Linked DNA regions of Rattus norvegicus: region 1 is linked to region 2. Evidence: chromatin contacts called from public Hi-C data. All regions are on one chromosome and are shown on one strand. Each heading gives the region's core, a stretch centred on a gene start, on an enhancer-like site or on the middle of the called end of the contact. The rest is flanking DNA. Distances are from core to core; before and after follow the strand shown.

Evidence for each region. A called contact is a pair of places that touch in the nucleus more often than the background predicts.
Region 1: a Hi-C map of Schwann cells shows a contact between it and region 2, with 5 times the contacts expected there. The contact joins two enhancer-like sites. A contact is called at or near these places in 11 of 12 Hi-C or Micro-C datasets (the A7r5 cell line, the Rat2 cell line, Schwann cells and 6 more) and 1 of 1 datasets of contacts at active chromatin or transcription factors (oligodendrocytes).

Annotation. Positions count from the first base shown.
Region 1 is chr7:36,319,709-36,322,568 of GRCr8, reverse strand. No RefSeq gene overlaps it. Among named protein-coding and RNA genes, the nearest start is that of Cs-ps1, 170 kb to the left of the region's middle. Within about 2 kb of position 1,313, at least 1 of the 93 cell types and tissues checked has an H3K27ac peak or open chromatin away from gene starts, as enhancers often do. A contact at or near this core is called in Schwann cells, where this site is marked.
Region 2 is chr7:35,872,253-35,875,255 of GRCr8, reverse strand. The region is part of intron 9 of Poc1b (POC1 centriolar protein B); the gene reads right to left. Among named protein-coding and RNA genes, the nearest start is that of Galnt4, 62 kb to the right of the region's middle. Within about 2 kb of position 1,540, at least 1 of the 93 cell types and tissues checked has an H3K27ac peak or open chromatin away from gene starts, as enhancers often do. A contact at or near this core is called in Schwann cells, where this site is marked.

The sequences.
Region 1 (2,860 bases), core at 64-2,563, 450 kb before region 2:
GGGAGTAGAGTTTGGGTTTCAAACACCCAAGCCAGGACCAGTCTCTCTCTCTCTCTCTCTCTCTCTCTCTCTCTCTCTCTCTCTCTCTCTCTCTCTGTCTCTGCCTCCCTCCTGGAGTTTGAGATGTAAACGCTTAGCTACTGCCCAACACCAGGCCTGCCTGCCACCATGCTTCCCTGATTAAACCCCTGAGACTGTAAGCAAGCCCTTTACTAAATGCCATTTTTAAAATTTTCCCTGGTCATAGTGTGTCTCTTCACAGCAATAGAACAGTAAGACAGATAACATCGCCTTCATTTTAGACACAGAAAAAGTCTTCTTTTACAGAAGGCAGCTATATAGTAAGTGCAGCCATGGCAAGGACTCTAGCTTTAAAATGTAATCTGGGGCCCTCTGTGGTTTGCACTGTCACCCGTAGCATGTGACAGACTTAAAAGAGGGAAGAGCATAAGTTTAGGTGAAAATAAACCTGTTTAGCCTACAGACCCGACGACCTAACAGCAGGTTGGATAACTTTCTAGATTCTCAGTGTTCTCACTTGTAAAATAACACTCAGAGCTACTCTACTCTGTTTACTCGTCTCCTGAAAACCAGGGGAACTCGGCATTTGACCACAGGCCCCAACACACACGCACTTCGAGTCATCATGCCTGGGTATCATTGCCGATTTCAGGGCTGTCCTCGGCTCTTCCTCACAGACAAATGGAATACTATTTTTAATTTGTCAAAAATCACCAAGTCCTGGCTCAATTAAACTAGCACATCCAATGTAAGAAGGGATTCGAGGAAACACGGGCTTCCCTTCCCTCCTGTGGATTTGTAGGCGTTCTTTGCTTTCTTGAGTCCCAAACAGAGACTGGCATGAAGGTCAGTTCTGTCTATCAGAGACAGGAGAAAAGGCAAACTCTAACCTTAGGGACCCTTGCTGAGGGATTGCAATCATGTTCAAATGCTCATTTGGGTCTACCAACCACCTTGCAGGACTCTGTGTTCCTTCTTCTCTCAAAGTTTTCATCCGTTCTTTGTGAGTTGCACATCATGCACCCCAGTCCCATTCATCTCCCCATCCCTCATATCTGCCCTTTGCCCTTGAAACCCTCCCCCAATAAATCACATGCACACAAAGCATAGAAAAGAAATCTCATCATAGAGGCTGTAGTATGTCCCAGTGTATCCCACAGTGTATCCCTCTGTCCACACATCTTAATTTGCAAATGTTCATTACAATGAGTCATCGGTCTGGTTCGAGGTCTCTGGCTTCTGTGGCACCATCAATATTGGGTTTTCACCAAGGCCCCTCCCTGTTGTTTCCTGGTGTCATGGAGATCCTATAGCTTTGGAGCAACAGGACCAGCCCTTTCACACATCCCAGCTGTTCTCAGAGGATGTAGATTGGAAGTGGGCCAACTCAGAGCCCTAGGACTGGGACTGGCTGGTAGCTGAGGTGGTCAGCGCTCCAGCCTGCTCCAACGAGGCCGTCCAGTGACACCATCAGCAGAAGGCAGGGTCACCTCTCCTTTCTCATGTCTTCTACCAGTTGACCCGAACCCACACCTCCACTGTGCTGCTCCAGTCAAGGCCTGGGGCTCACTATCCCAAGTAATACAGCCTGCAAGGGGCTGGGCCAGCTCTCCCACTCTCAAGGTCTCAAAGCTGGCTCACCCATACCTTCTTCATCAGGGGCCAGCTCCAGTATGTTGCCTGGGTGAGGTTCAGTGTCCGCTCTCCCAAGTGCTACAGCCAGTGAGAGGACAGGGCTAGCTCTCCTAATCTCATGTGCGACACCCATCCATCACCTCAGCACCCATGCCACCCCACGGTAGCCAACTGGCAGTGTCAGCTCTCCCACACATGTCCTCTGGGCAGCTTACCCACATTGCTGCCACCAGGGCCAGCACCACTGTACTGCTTTGGTGAGACCCTGGGCCTTCTTTCCTGAGTGCTGCCACTGGTGACAAATGGAAGCCAGCTCTCCAGCGTGCCATAGCCAGTGAGGAGTGGGGCCAGTTCTGCACAGTCCCTGGAGAGCCATGTGGTCCCCGGCGGCTGCCCTGACCAGGGACTTCCCCATGTTCTTTAGACGTAGTATGTGCCATGGACCAGGACACCAAGCCCTGTTGCTGTGTAGCCATGAACAGGAATTATGGCCTTCAGCAGCAGCTAGGCCTGGGACCTCACCACACCACAGGTGACGAGGCTGGCCACCCACAACAAGCTATACCTCTCTACCCCTGAGTCTCCAGTTCCATCTCTCTTCATAACGCTCAAGCTACTCCACTTCTCTTTGTCTCCCATCTGACCACCACATGCTCACACATTATGCTGGCCCCCACTGCAGGCTGGCCATGTTGCTGGCAGACCCCTGGGTGATAACCTCCTGCTGTACTATGTGGTATGGTGGCAGGCAAGTGTCAGTGGCCCGCCCATGCCAGGCTTGAGGGCAGGTCTGTGGATGGATGGAATGACAATCCTCATGTCTCTGTCTTCCTCCCACACTGCGTGCCTAGATTTTATTTTATTTTTATTTTTTTAATCCTGGGCATAAAACAGCTCTGGCCACCACGCCAGGTGTCAAGCTACGATGAACCAAGGACTGCCATCTGCTCTGCCCCTTGGCTGATATAAGGACAAAGCAAATGAATAAAAAAAATTCATAAGTGAAACTAGATAGATGAAAGAAAATGAGCCCAATTATAAAACACAGAACTCAGGACTTCGAGTGTGACAGATGTCCTGGCCTTCGTGGACAACGCTCTCTTAGCCTGGCACACCTCAAGCTCCACCCAAGCCATTCTTTCAGGTTTCCCTCTTACAGGTAGCAATCCCACCTCTTCACGATGGCTGAAAGCCCGAGAGCTGG
Region 2 (3,003 bases), core at 291-2,790:
AACCAGAAAAGCAGAAGCTGCCAGCGAGGGGAAAGGCACTTGTGATCACAGCTGCTGTGGGAGAGTTGTGCCGCCATGAGGATCATTACGATGTTGAATACAGGAACGGGCGGATATCTAAAATCTATACACAAGCTTATCCACGGAAATGTAGAAAACAGAAATTCCATGAAAACATCTACAGACGTGAGACCCTAATGGCTAATGGGCTTGCCTTCATAAACTCATTATCCGAGGGAAAAGTGGAAACGGTAAGAAACACCATTGCAAACACCAGAGTGCTCCTCCATATTGTCAGCAGTGCGCATAGCACTTTGTAACCAACGCTAAGCTATACTGTAGAGACTGGCTGTGAGGTAAAGTCACTGAGACACCACACGGCAGTGAAGTCGAGGAGAACACAGCTCTGCACACTATATAAGTAGGTCAGGTCACGTTATACATACATCTCAGGGTTTTTTTTTTATATGAAATAAAAAGGCAAGTTACAGTAAAACATACTCAATACAACTCCATTTACCTCAAAGTTTCTGACCGTTCAAAGCTAAACAGTATTTAATTAAAGATTTGAAAATACCTGTGTAGTAAAATTACAGAGAAAGAAGAATGATTTCCTGGATCGATGACTACCTCCGAGGGAAGTCATTTTTAAATTCAAAGGTTGCAGGGCAAACCAAAAAAAAAAAAAAAAAAAAAAAAAAAAAAAAAAAAAAAAAAAAAAAAGCAGTCATCTTTAGTTCAAAGACGAGAGCCAAAGAGCACCCAGACTGCAGGACCAACCGGACAGCACTTGGTACACTCAGGGCCAGAAAGGAACTCTAGCTGATGGCCCAGCCACAAGGACTTTAGAAAGGAAACACAGCTTAACACGGCTTCTCCACACCAAAATAAAAACAAAATACACTTCAGAAAGCAAGTCATAGACACAGGGTGCAATAAAGACCCCACCCCCACCCCCACCAGCCGAGCACAGCCATAGTGCAAATGAACAAATGTCCAGGGACAGGAAAAGAGACAGAAACAGATTGGAGTTGACAAAGGCCAGATTACAAAGAAATTTGGGGGAACCGTGAGGCTGGAGTTTAAGTGCTTTAGAGAGACCCACTGGGGAGAGCCACTGGACACTGCTTTCCCTGTGGGCTGAGCTCCCAGCAAGAAGAGTGATCGACTGAGGGATTGAAGGCACTCGGTCTGGAGGACAGAGCTGTACCTTGGGTTAGATTTATGTATGTGTATGTGTGAGGACGTGCACACTTACACACGTGATTGCACCATGGCACATGTGTGGAGGCTGGAGGACAATCTGTGAGATTTGGATCTTTCTTTCCACCGAGTGGATCCGGGATTGGAATCAGGTTGGCAGGCAGCGCTGCAGAAACCTTTACCTGCGGAGGTCGCTTGCTGGCCTGGTTGAGGACCGACCTCACCATGGCTATGCACCACAAGCTGGCCTCACTCTCAGTCCCTTTCCCTTTGACTCTCAAGTGTTGGGATTACAGACACATGTGCCACCATGCTTAGTCCCCTAGCTGCTGTTTTAGGAATATATCTTCTAATTATCCAGCCCACTGTGTTACAGTGGAGGTGCCTGACTGTAAGACATGGTAAAGGGGGGAGAAGAATGGAGGAAAGCTCGCTTAGTTGGCCAACACTTCTTCCTTCCTGCCGTTTTCCAGTAGAAAACCAACACTTCCTCATCCATTTCTGTAAAGAGGAGATACCACAGACCTCACGCTTTTGTCTTAGGCAAAATAGACACTGTTATCTTTTCTCTGCTGCCACCTAGTGTAGGTATAGAGAAGCACACTGACTTAGCTTTGCTCTGGAAACAAACTGCTCAGAAGGTTTAAGTCTTAAACAAGGAAAGAATCGGCCCCTCCTGTAGAAAAATCTTTGACTTTCTACAAGTTTGGAACTTATGTAACTAATAGCATTTTATTACACTGAAGAACAAATTCCTCTACGTAAACCAAGTAGCCTTGAAATGGAGTGGATTGAGAGGTGGGCTCTCATTACCTGAACAGAGGGGCAATTGAGAAGGAGGCTGTATGGAATCTTGAAGGTACCCGCCCCCCCCACCTCTGGCCTAAGGGTCTACATCACCAAGCTCGAGAACATACATTCCAACACAGGCTGTAATGTTTCCGTAGACTACACATTCCTGAAGGACAGGGGATGAGCCCTTAAAGCAAGGACCTCCAGCACAGAGACACGCTAGTGTCTACTGACAGGGCCAGATTTGAGCTCTTATTAAACCAAAGCACTGCCATAGATGGGCAGAGCTGCACAGTGGGCCAGAGTTCCGGCATCATCAGCTACTAGCCTCAGCATCTACTCACCTGAATTCTCATGTGCATAAAAGCATTACTGACTTTCAATGTTTACAGCCCTATTATATAACTGATGTAAAGACATAGAAAAATACTATATAGGCTTAAGTAATTGTTACTATTATTAGTGTCATGTAAGCTCCTCAAAACAATGTATGTAGTTCAGCTAGAATTAAAATATAGAATTGGTAGACAGGAAATTATACTTTCATACCCAATGGTAATGTCTTTAACCTCATTAGCAGACTAAAGTAGATCATGACCTAAGATTTGAAGATTTCTATTAATCATGATAGAATTTTCACCAATAAATCTTGGTTAGGATATCATAAAATATTTAGTTATATAAAAAGGATTGTTCCGTTCTACAAAGCAACACAGAATTTCATTCATAATTTGTAGATGATGGTGCTATTCAAGTAGCCATTCTGAAGTTGAAAGCAATCAAGATAATTCTTTCATTAATGATTTTGACTTAACTGCAATCCCTTCTAATATTATGCTCCCTAGTCTTACAGGGATCTATTGTGACCACTTAGGAGGTTGTCCTGTTTTCCCACTGTCTTAGTTAGGGTTTTCACTGCTGTAAAGAGATACAATGACCAAAGTAACTCTTGTAAGACAGCATTTAACAGGGGTTAGCTTACTGGTTCTGAGATTCAGTCCATTAATC